2 separate regions of the Sus scrofa genome follow, and region 1 is linked to region 2. Evidence: chromatin contacts called from public Hi-C data. All regions are on one chromosome and are shown on one strand. Each heading gives the region's core, a stretch centred on a gene start, on an enhancer-like site or on the middle of the called end of the contact. The rest is flanking DNA. Distances are from core to core; before and after follow the strand shown.

What was found. Hi-C and Micro-C count contacts between places; a contact is called where the count stands out from the background.
Region 1: a Hi-C map of embryonic fibroblasts shows a contact between it and region 2, with 4 times the contacts expected there. The contact joins the enhancer-like site here to the promoter of HACD1 in region 2. A contact is called at or near these places in 2 of 5 promoter capture datasets (fetal liver and fetal skeletal muscle), 9 of 47 Hi-C or Micro-C datasets (alveolar macrophages, embryonic fibroblasts, mesenteric adipose tissue and 4 more) and 2 of 2 datasets of contacts at active chromatin or transcription factors (alveolar macrophages and skeletal muscle).

The regions. Positions count from the first base shown.
Region 1 is chr10:44,000,653-44,005,400 of Sscrofa11.1, forward strand. It overlaps STAM (signal transducing adapter molecule 1), which reads left to right. Exons shown (of 16, transcript XM_021064813.1): 10 at 2,410-2,497; 11 at 3,685-3,739; 12 at 4,293-4,446. Among named protein-coding and RNA genes, the nearest start is that of TMEM236, 52 kb to the right of the region's middle. Within about 2 kb of position 2,014, at least 10 of the 83 cell types and tissues checked have an H3K27ac peak or open chromatin away from gene starts, as enhancers often do. A contact at or near this core is called in alveolar macrophages, embryonic fibroblasts, fetal skeletal muscle and 1 more, where this site is marked.
Region 2 is chr10:43,927,059-43,931,707 of Sscrofa11.1, forward strand. HACD1 (very-long-chain (3R)-3-hydroxyacyl-CoA dehydratase 1) reads right to left here and starts at 2,383. Exons shown (of 7, transcript XM_013980233.2): 1 at 2,042-2,383. The coding sequence starts at 2,298.

The DNA of each region.
Region 1 (4,748 bases), core at 764-3,263, 73 kb after region 2:
AAATGGGTTTCTTCTCTCCTTTAATAAAATTCAGTGCTTGATTAATGCATGTATTTTGCTTCTATAAAAATTCAAACAATATTGACAAAGCAGAAATTCTCCTCGAAAGTTCCTTTCTAGTCCCATTCTGACCATCTCAGTACATGTGGTTGTAACTTGTTATTTTTAATTCCTGTTTAACATCCCATAGAATGGATTTTTTATGTAATGATTTTTTTTTTCCATTATAGCTGGTTTACAGTGTTCTGTTAATTTTCTACTGTACAGCATGGTGACCCCCTCACACATACATATATACGTTCTTTTTTCTCGCATTATTAGGCTCCATCATAAATGACTAGATATAGTTCCCAGTTTTACACAGCCGGATCTCATTGCTCACCCCCATAGAATGGATTTATCGCTTCGTCATTCTGTTGTTAGCTCTTTTTTTTTTTTCTGTGGCTCTTTTTTTTTTTTTTTTTTTTTTTACCATTACAAACACAGTCGTAATGAGATTTTGGGGGGGGAATGTATTCAAAAGAACATGAGACTTTTATTTTTTTAATATCCGTATTCTCTGAAAATTCTATTCTTTGTCACTTTTTATTTTTTAATAATATTTATGTGTTTGTTATTTTTATTTACTTGTTTATTCTTTTTTGGCCGCCCTGAGGCATGTGGAGTTCCTGGGCTAAGGATCAGATCCGAGCCACAGTTCAACCTGTGCTGCAGCTATGGCAATACCAGATCCTTACCCCGCTGTGCCGGGTGGGGAATGAAGCTGTGTCCTGGCACTACAGAGACAGCGCTGATCTTGCTGCACCACAGTGGGAACTTCTTTGTAACATTTTAAACTACTGGTGAAAAATGAGATGTCGTCTTTAAAACACGTGAAGGGATTTGTAAGCCTTTTAGCCTTTTTTTAGGGGAACCAGAAGCAGAAAGGTTGAAGAGTGCTCTTTTAGAGAAACAGAATGCTCTTCTGCTTTTATAGAAAACTGTGCTGAGAGCCAAGGAATATGTGGGGTTTGGCCAATATCATTACATCGGAAAACGCATGTAGGCTCAGACTGTTGCTCTATCTAGAAACCTTATTTCTGTGAGAGTAGGTAATTTCAAATACAGTGTAGTATTCTGTAAACAGAACAAAAGCTACCCATGTGTTAGTTGATTCTCACTCCCATTTTATCCCCACCTCCTTTTTGTTTGTTTGTTTGTTTGCAGGCAAACCTTTCTGATATGTGCCTCCCCCCCCCACCCCCCGCCTTTCTTTGGCTGTAATTGCAGCATGCAGAAGTTCTCTGGCCGGGGACTGAACCAACACCGCAACTGTGCTGGATCCTTATTAACCCACTGAGCCAGCAGGGAACTTCTGACATGTACCTTTTTTTTTCAGACCACTTAAAGTGAAAATTATGAGTCTTTTATGTTGAAAAATGAATGCCTATTTCAAACTACAAAATTCTTTTGACTTGAGAAGAGTTTTTTTTTTAATATACCTGTGTCACGTTCACTCTAGTGATTAACTTATTTCTCAAACTGTTCCCCTGTGCAGACTGTAGAGTTTTGTTTTGGTTTAAATAACTATTTTGCTTCGAATTGGTAGTCTTGAAATTATTAACCTTATGTAGCTATGCTTAGTAGCATAAATAAGTAAAAACCACAAATGGAGAAAAGTTTGTAATTATTATGTTAGTATTCGTTAGTACATGAGAGCTGTACCTACAGATATATCTATACTAATATAATGTATGTCTTTCTGTAATGATGGCTGCATAAGTTCTGTTGGTCTTAGAACCAAAGATTCTGAGATACATGTGAATCACTGCTTTAAGATGCCTTCTGCCCTTTCACATAGGAGGATAGAGAAACTACAAATCTTCCTCCTTTTTTTTGGTGACAAACTGATACTTTGGTGGATAGAGAATGTAGACTCACTGCTTCTGGTGCCACTTAAAAGGAGAACAGCTGTAATATAGCTGAGCTGAGCTTCGCTGAAACAGCTGCTGTGTTCTCCGTGGTGGAGTCATAACGGACTTGTTAGTCATAAGCCGTGCCTTCTTGAGAGAGCAGTTACGGCTGTCAGCTTGGCCAGGCTACAGCTGCTCCAAAGCAGTGACAGAAATCCACTAGCATGACCTAAGAGACTAAAGAACTCACATGTTGTAAGTTGAGGTGTTCCTCTGTTTCTTCTCTTTTGGGAGAATTTCTCTTAGCAGTTTCCAAAATAAGTAGGAATAGCTTTCAAGGCTCTGACTTCACATGATTCTAAAGTGAATACATGGATAGTACTTACCTAGAAGAAAAGTGAATTCTTTGTATGTATGAATTATAAGCCTTCTCTACCCATTATCTAATTAATGAGGTGAGAAGGTTTTTTCCCATAGAGATTTGTTGTTTTTTATATTAACTGTTTAATTCCTATAGGATAAAATGGACCAATTGCTGCAGATGTTGCAAAGCACAGATCCCAGTGATGACCAGCCGGATCTTCCAGAGTTACTTCATCTTGAAGGTGAGCCTTATTTTCCATTTGCCTTGCAAATAAGGAGTAATAAGAGGTTGTATCTAGTGTTCTCTTACAGGTAGTTTTGTATTTAAATAAAATTGAGAATGATATAAAGAATATCAACATTTCTCACTGTTTTGTGAACAGTTTCCCATCCATATGCAATTTAAACCTTTGGTAGAATTCAGATTATTACACTTTTCTACCCAAATTAAAGATCTTGGAGTTCCCGTCATGGTTCAGTGGTTAACGAATCTGACTAGGAACCATGAGGTTGCGGGTTCGATCCCTGGCCTTGCTCAGTGGGTTAACGATCCGGCGTTGCCGTGAGCTGTGGTGTAGGTTGCAGACGCGGCTCGGATCCCGTGTTGCTGTGGCTCTGGCGTAGGCCGGTGGCTACAGCTCCGATTAGACTCCTAGCCTGGGAACCTCCATATGCTGTGGGAGCGTCCCAAGAAATAGCAAAAAGACAAAAAAAAGATCTTATTCAGCATTTTTTTAATGTTGTGAAATAGAAATTGGTGTTAAAAATTTTCTGAGATCTGTATGATCAATCTAAAATATTGATGTTAGGAGTTCCCATTGTGGCTCAATAGTAGTGAACCCAACTCGTATCATGAGCATGTGGGTTCGATCCCTGGCCTCGCTCAGTGGGTTAAGGATCTGGGGTTGCCGTGAGCTGTAGTGTAGGTAAAAAATGAGGTTCAGATCCTGCGGTGCTATGGCTGTGGTTGTAGGCTAGCAGCTACAGCTCCAGTTTGACACCTATCCTGGGAACTTCCATATGCCTCAGGCGTGGCCCTAAAAAGACAAAAAGAAAAAAAGTATTGACATTATAAATACCCAGGAAAATCAATCTTGGATTTGCTGGGCTAAGGTTAATTGAATTGGAGCTGCAGCTGCCAGCTTACACCACAGCCACAGCAACACAGGATCCGAGCCACATCTTCGACCTACACTGCAGCTCACGGCAATGTTGGATCCTTTACCCAATGAGTGAGGCCAGGGATCGGACCGTGTCCTCGTGAGTACTAGGTGGGTTCATCACCACTGAGCCACTATGGGAACTCCCATTATAATAGAATTTTTATTATTTCAAATTAGATCTTTTATGTCTTTAAATTATACAAATATCCATAACTCACTTTCTTTTGCTACATTTTCTTATATTTCTTCGAATTTTGTCATCTTAGCCATGTGTCACCAGATGGGACCTCTCATTGATGAAAAGCTGGAAGATATTGACAGGTAAAAGCAGATGCTGTATCTGTACTGTGTACCTTCTTCCCTACATGTCTTGCTAGGCTGTGCATTGAAATAGAGCTCCCTTGTATTTTATTTTATTTTTTTAAAGATACGCCAGTTCTCATTCACTTGTTTTCTATTAGATGTGGGAATTAGATGTTTGTCCCCTGTTTTTTGTAGGTGAGGATTTATTTAACTTTGACTATGTTAGTCTTTTTTTAAAATAAGAGGTAACTGTTGTTAATCATATTTGCTGTAAGTGGCATTATCAGAGCCCACAAATGACCCATCTGTTAATTAGTAGAGAAACTGGATATTTTGAGGTAAAGTCAAGAACAAAAAGCTGGAGTTCTTCCAGCACAGTACCTAAATCTTAAACAATTTTAGTTGCCTTGGAGCTAAACTATAGGGTATTTTTTGTCATGAGGTTACATTTTTTAATAATGTCTACCTATACCACTTCTTACAAATTTTGCTATTTTGATGCATCTTATTATCTAGAACATTGTGTCATTTAGATAGCAGTTGTGTTTCATGTTACCGTATAATATTTCAGGAAGCATTCAGAACTCTCTGAACTCAATGGGAAAGTGATGGAGGCACTTTCCTTGTACACCAAGTTGATGAATGAAGACCCAATGTATTCCATGTATGCAAAACTACAGAATCAACAGTATTACATTCAGTCATCTGGTGTTTCTGGTTCTCAGGTAGGCTTTTAAAAACTCAAGTATTTCAGTTTGAATTCTCAAATACATTTGAGATTATTTGGAATAGCTTTGTTTTTGTAAAATGTGAAACTTTCGAAAATTAACGTTTAGAGAAAAAAATAAAAGTTTTTTTGCTTGACAGATAACAGTGTATAGTATACTGACTACACCATTAGTTCTTTTTATGAAAATTTATTTTTCTGCAGGGGTGAGCATTAGTCACTGTCAAGCTTTAAAAAAAGAATACAGATGCTTTGGCTCCACTTCAGACGTATCAAATCCAGGCGTGACGCCCAAACATC
Region 2 (4,649 bases), core at 1,133-3,632:
GGAGGGAAGGTTAGGGATGAAGTGAGGGAACATTTAAGTCCATTCCAGGTGGGGTAAGAGACCCAGAAAACTTCAAAGAGGTGGCTTGGTTAGAAGTCACCAGAGGACGACAGGGAATATTACCCAGAATGATTATCAGCCTGAGCAAAGATGGAGAGAGCCACGAAAACAAAATTGCATGGTGTTTTGAGGGCAGGGTGAGATATTGGAGATTTCAAAAGCAATAAAACTGGAAAGGGGAATCGGGGAGATAATGCAAAGAGCCTTGAAGGACAGACAGCCAAAAATCCCTTCCATTACAGCGGAGGTTAATGGGGTGTCACCCAAAGCTTTAAACCAGAGTTATGCATCGAGTCTCATTTTTTCAAAGGTAACCTGGCCTTCAAAAGGGAGAGTGTTCTGGAAAGGAAAGGGACAGCAGACCATTAATAAATGGCAGGTGTCCCCAAGTGTTTATTAATTGGATGAGATTAGCAGAGAGGAGAGGGAATTTTTCAGCCTCCAGGTTATCGAAAGGCTGCAGCACACAGTGTGTCTTCAACGGTTCTCCAGTAGCTCTGAATATATTAGTTTTCTCTTTCAAGATCTGTTGTACAGCACAGGGCTCTCTAATCAATATTCTGTGATAATCTTTATTGGAAAAGAATCTGAAAGAGAATGGATATAATACAACTGAATCCCTTTGCTCTACAGCAGTAATTAACACATTATAAATCAACTATACTTCAATAAAACTTCTTAAAAATCGCGAAATTTAATAGTGTAAAAAAGTAGTAGTATGGCTCCAGAGTCAGTCTGTCTGCGCTGAAATCCAAGTCTCACTCTTGCGGTTGTGTGAACTTGAGCAAGCTACTTAGCGTGTTTGTGCCTCAGTTTCCCATTCTACTAACTGTAATATCCTGCAGCCCTCAGAGGTTTGGAGAGGGTCAAAAATGTCCCTTACGTTTCAAGTAACAGACCCTGTGCCTGGCACACAGAATTTCCAATAAATGTTAATATTTTTAACCAACTATAATTAATATGAAGCACAAAATAGGTATTCAGTGCTGTGTCAAATCATTTACTAAATCTTTGTCAATCACCTTTTTCTACAAGCCCTAGAGAAGTTTAACTTCCCCCACATTTATACAAGTTAATAATAATTTCATGAGACAACAGGAAAATAACTTTTTTAAACGGCAATGCCATTTAGACACCGGAAAGCATTTTCCCAAGCAGGTTTTGAAAAGCGGTGGACCCAAGCCACTGTGAGAGCTCTTTGCAGTGATAGTCATTGTGTAACCTTAACTTGTAAGTCACACTCAAAGCCAGAAATAAAAGTACAGCCTATCTGTCATGGAGCCCTCAAGATGCTGGACACAAGTGCCATGCTCCGATAAGGTAGGGTTTTTGAAAATCGACCCAAGTAAGAAGCTGTCGGGCTCACTATTACTTAAAAAAAAAAAAAATGCGATGATATGAACCTTTAGGAACACTCTGCCCAGAGATCGGGAGCACAAGGAAATTCACTCCAGAGGCCAGGGGCCGAGGAAGCGGGTTTGGGCCACCGGCCGGGCAGCTTTGGGCTCCGGGGTGGCGGGACCCGGCGTTTGTGCACCAGGAGCTGCAGCAGCGGCGGCGCCCGGTGTGGCCGGGCCCGAGCCGCCTCCCCCGCGAGTCGGCCCCGCATTCCTGCCCGGGTCTATACTTAACCTCCGGCCCGCGCCCCGCGGCCGCCGCGCCACACCGTGCACCGTATTAGGCAATGCCCGGGAAGCAGGGCCCCGGCCCCCCCCGCCGCCCCCCGCGCGCCCCGCTCCGCTCCATTCAAGCCCGGCGACGGTGGCGGCGTAGGCGACAGCGCCCCTCCCCCACGGCCGCCACCCGCTCCCCGTTCCTACACCGCGACCACCCGGCCGCCCTGGACGCACGCGCACAGGCGCCCCCGGCCCGCTAGGCGACCCCTCCAGGGAGCCCAGCGCCCCACGCCGCCCCGCCGGCGGCCGGAGCGCGGAATGTCGGGGGGCAGCGGCGCGGGGAGGGCCCTTCGGGGCGCACGTACCCCGCGGTCATAGCGATGTTGTAGAAGGTGAGCCAGGTGGTGGCCAACAAGCCCAGGCGCCTCCTCTTGCCCGCGGCCTCCCTCTCCTCGCCGGCCTCGGAGGAGCCGCCGTTGGCGCCGTCCTCCTCGCTGGACGCCATGGTGGCCGCGCACCCGGGGGAGGTGGACGACAGGGGCAGGGGAGTGGGAGGGGGCCCGGCCGAGCGCGCCTCTGAAGCGCCGCCGCCCGCTGCCGCCGCCTCTGTCAGGCGCCCCATGTGCCGCGCGCAGGGGGCTCAGTGCCGCCAGCCCGGCCGCCCGCAGTGGGAGGGGCGGGCGCCCCCGGCCACCGCCCCGCCCCTCCCGACCCCCCGTCCCGGGTCCTGCCCACTCCGCCCCCGGTCCTGCCCACGGCCTGCGGGAGCGCGCGTCGCGTGGGGACCGGGCCGCCGGGCCTGGGCGCGGGGGCGCGAGCCCTTAGGTATGATCTGGAGGCTGCAGTGCCGTTTCCGCTTTCGGGAAAACCTCCGCCTTGCTAGCCTGCGGAACCCACTGTTAGACACATCGGGGCTTCTCGACACTGGCGACGGGGGCCCTGCTAGTGCATTTAGTGGAAATACACCTGGACTTGACCGGGCCCCGCCCAGGCTTTGCAGAGATTGTTTGTGGAGAGGGACGGTGGTAGCTTCCCGCCAAAGACTCTTTCTTAAGAGGTTCTGGGGAAGAAGCGCCCACTTCACCATTTTCCCTGCCTGTAGGGCATGTATGGGGACGAGGGGCCCGCAATCAAATTGTCCCACCTGCGTGGATTGCACTGGAGCCAGTGTTCTAAGGGCATTGAGTGCTAGGCAGCGCGGGATTGGGGGGTGGGCGGATAAGAGGGAAGCTGGAGGAAACAGGACATGACGAGACACCGAAGGAGGAAAGTTTGAACAGGTAAAGACAATCGACAGATATAAGGCTAAGAAGACGCTTTCTTGCAGGAAACGTGATATCCCACTGTTATCCATTCTCTCGCTCTCTCTCTTTTTTTTTTTTTTTTCCTACAATCTTCCTCCAAACATACATGCCTTTTCCTAAGAGCTCTTTTCTCTTTCCCCTTAAAGCACACAGTTAAGAAGGCAGGCTCTGGAGTCAGATTACTGAAATTCAAACCCTAAATTCCAAGCTCCACCAGTCTTAGTAGCTGCCTGAGCTCGGGCAACTAAATCGCTCTTATGCCTCAATTTCCTCTACCGGGATCATTTAAAAACCGGCCTCATGGGGTTGTGAGATTTAAGCACTTCCAGGCCTGGAACCGTTTGAGTCACCTGCAAATCAGTGTGTTAGCACGATTGTGGCAACTCGGATCTCCGTTGATTCAGTGAAGGAAAGTCTGCACCAGGCCAGGGAAGCGATCAGCTTCTTGGGTTGTCCTGGAACCTGAGCCTGGCCTGGGGCCAGGGACCACAACCAAAGACCACAGGGACCTGAGTCCAGGAAGCTCCTCTGTGTGGAGAGTCATCTCCAGGTGAATGAGAGGGTCCAGAGCACAGCAAAAGGAAGAAAGTTGTACTTGGTGCACCTGGCTCTGGGCACCTCCCCTAGGCTGCACTACCAGCCCCATCCGGGGATCTTAGATAATTTTGAGGAAGACCGGAAGACATTCCAATAGGGGAGGGGAAGTCTGAGATGTGGCTGGGAAAAAATACTGGCTGCAAATTGTTCAAATTTGATGAAAACTATGACCTGTTTTTAAAGGCATTCACGCTGGGAAATCAGTAAAACTATTTGCAAGTGACAACGTTGTATTCTTAGAGAAGCCTAAGGAATCCATAGAAAAGCTGCTGGAACTCGTTGCAGGATACAAGATCAGTGTAACAAAAATCAATCCTTTTATATGCTGTAGAAAAGGTAGGAATTTAATGTAAAACTATCTAATGCTTATCGGGATCCCAAAACATGAAATATAGAGGGATAAATTTAACAAAACATGTGCAAGACTTGTGCGCTAAACACTATAAATCACCATCAAGGGAAAGTAAAGACCTAAATAAATAGCTATTCCATGTTCATGAACTGGAAGTCCCAAATTATTAAACTAAATTTTCCTCAAATCCCAGCAGAATATTTTTTAATTTGACAAGATAACTCTTAAATATTTACAGAAATGTATAGGAAGAACAAAGTTGGAATACATACATACATACCTGTTTTCAAGACTTTGTATAAAACTGCAGTTTACAAGACAATGTGGTAGGCGCAAGGACAGACATACGGACCAATGAAGAGAGTCCAGATCTCCGTACGTATGGTCAACGGATGGTCAACAAAGATGCAGAGGTAAGCCTTTTTAATAAGGTGCTGAAACAACTGGATGTCCACATTAGAAGAAAAAAAAGACCTTGACCCTTGCCTCACAGACGAGTGTTGAATTGATATGGATCATAAACCTAAACATAAATGCTAAAACTTGAAAACTTGTAGAAGAAAACAGAATCTTTGTGATCTTGGGGAAGGCAAAGATTTCTTAGATACAATGAGGGGGAAAAAAAGCATTAATCATAAAAGACAGATGGGACTTCATCAAAATGTTCTATTATCCCAAAGACACCATTAAAAAAGGGAAATAGGAATTCCCACTGTGACA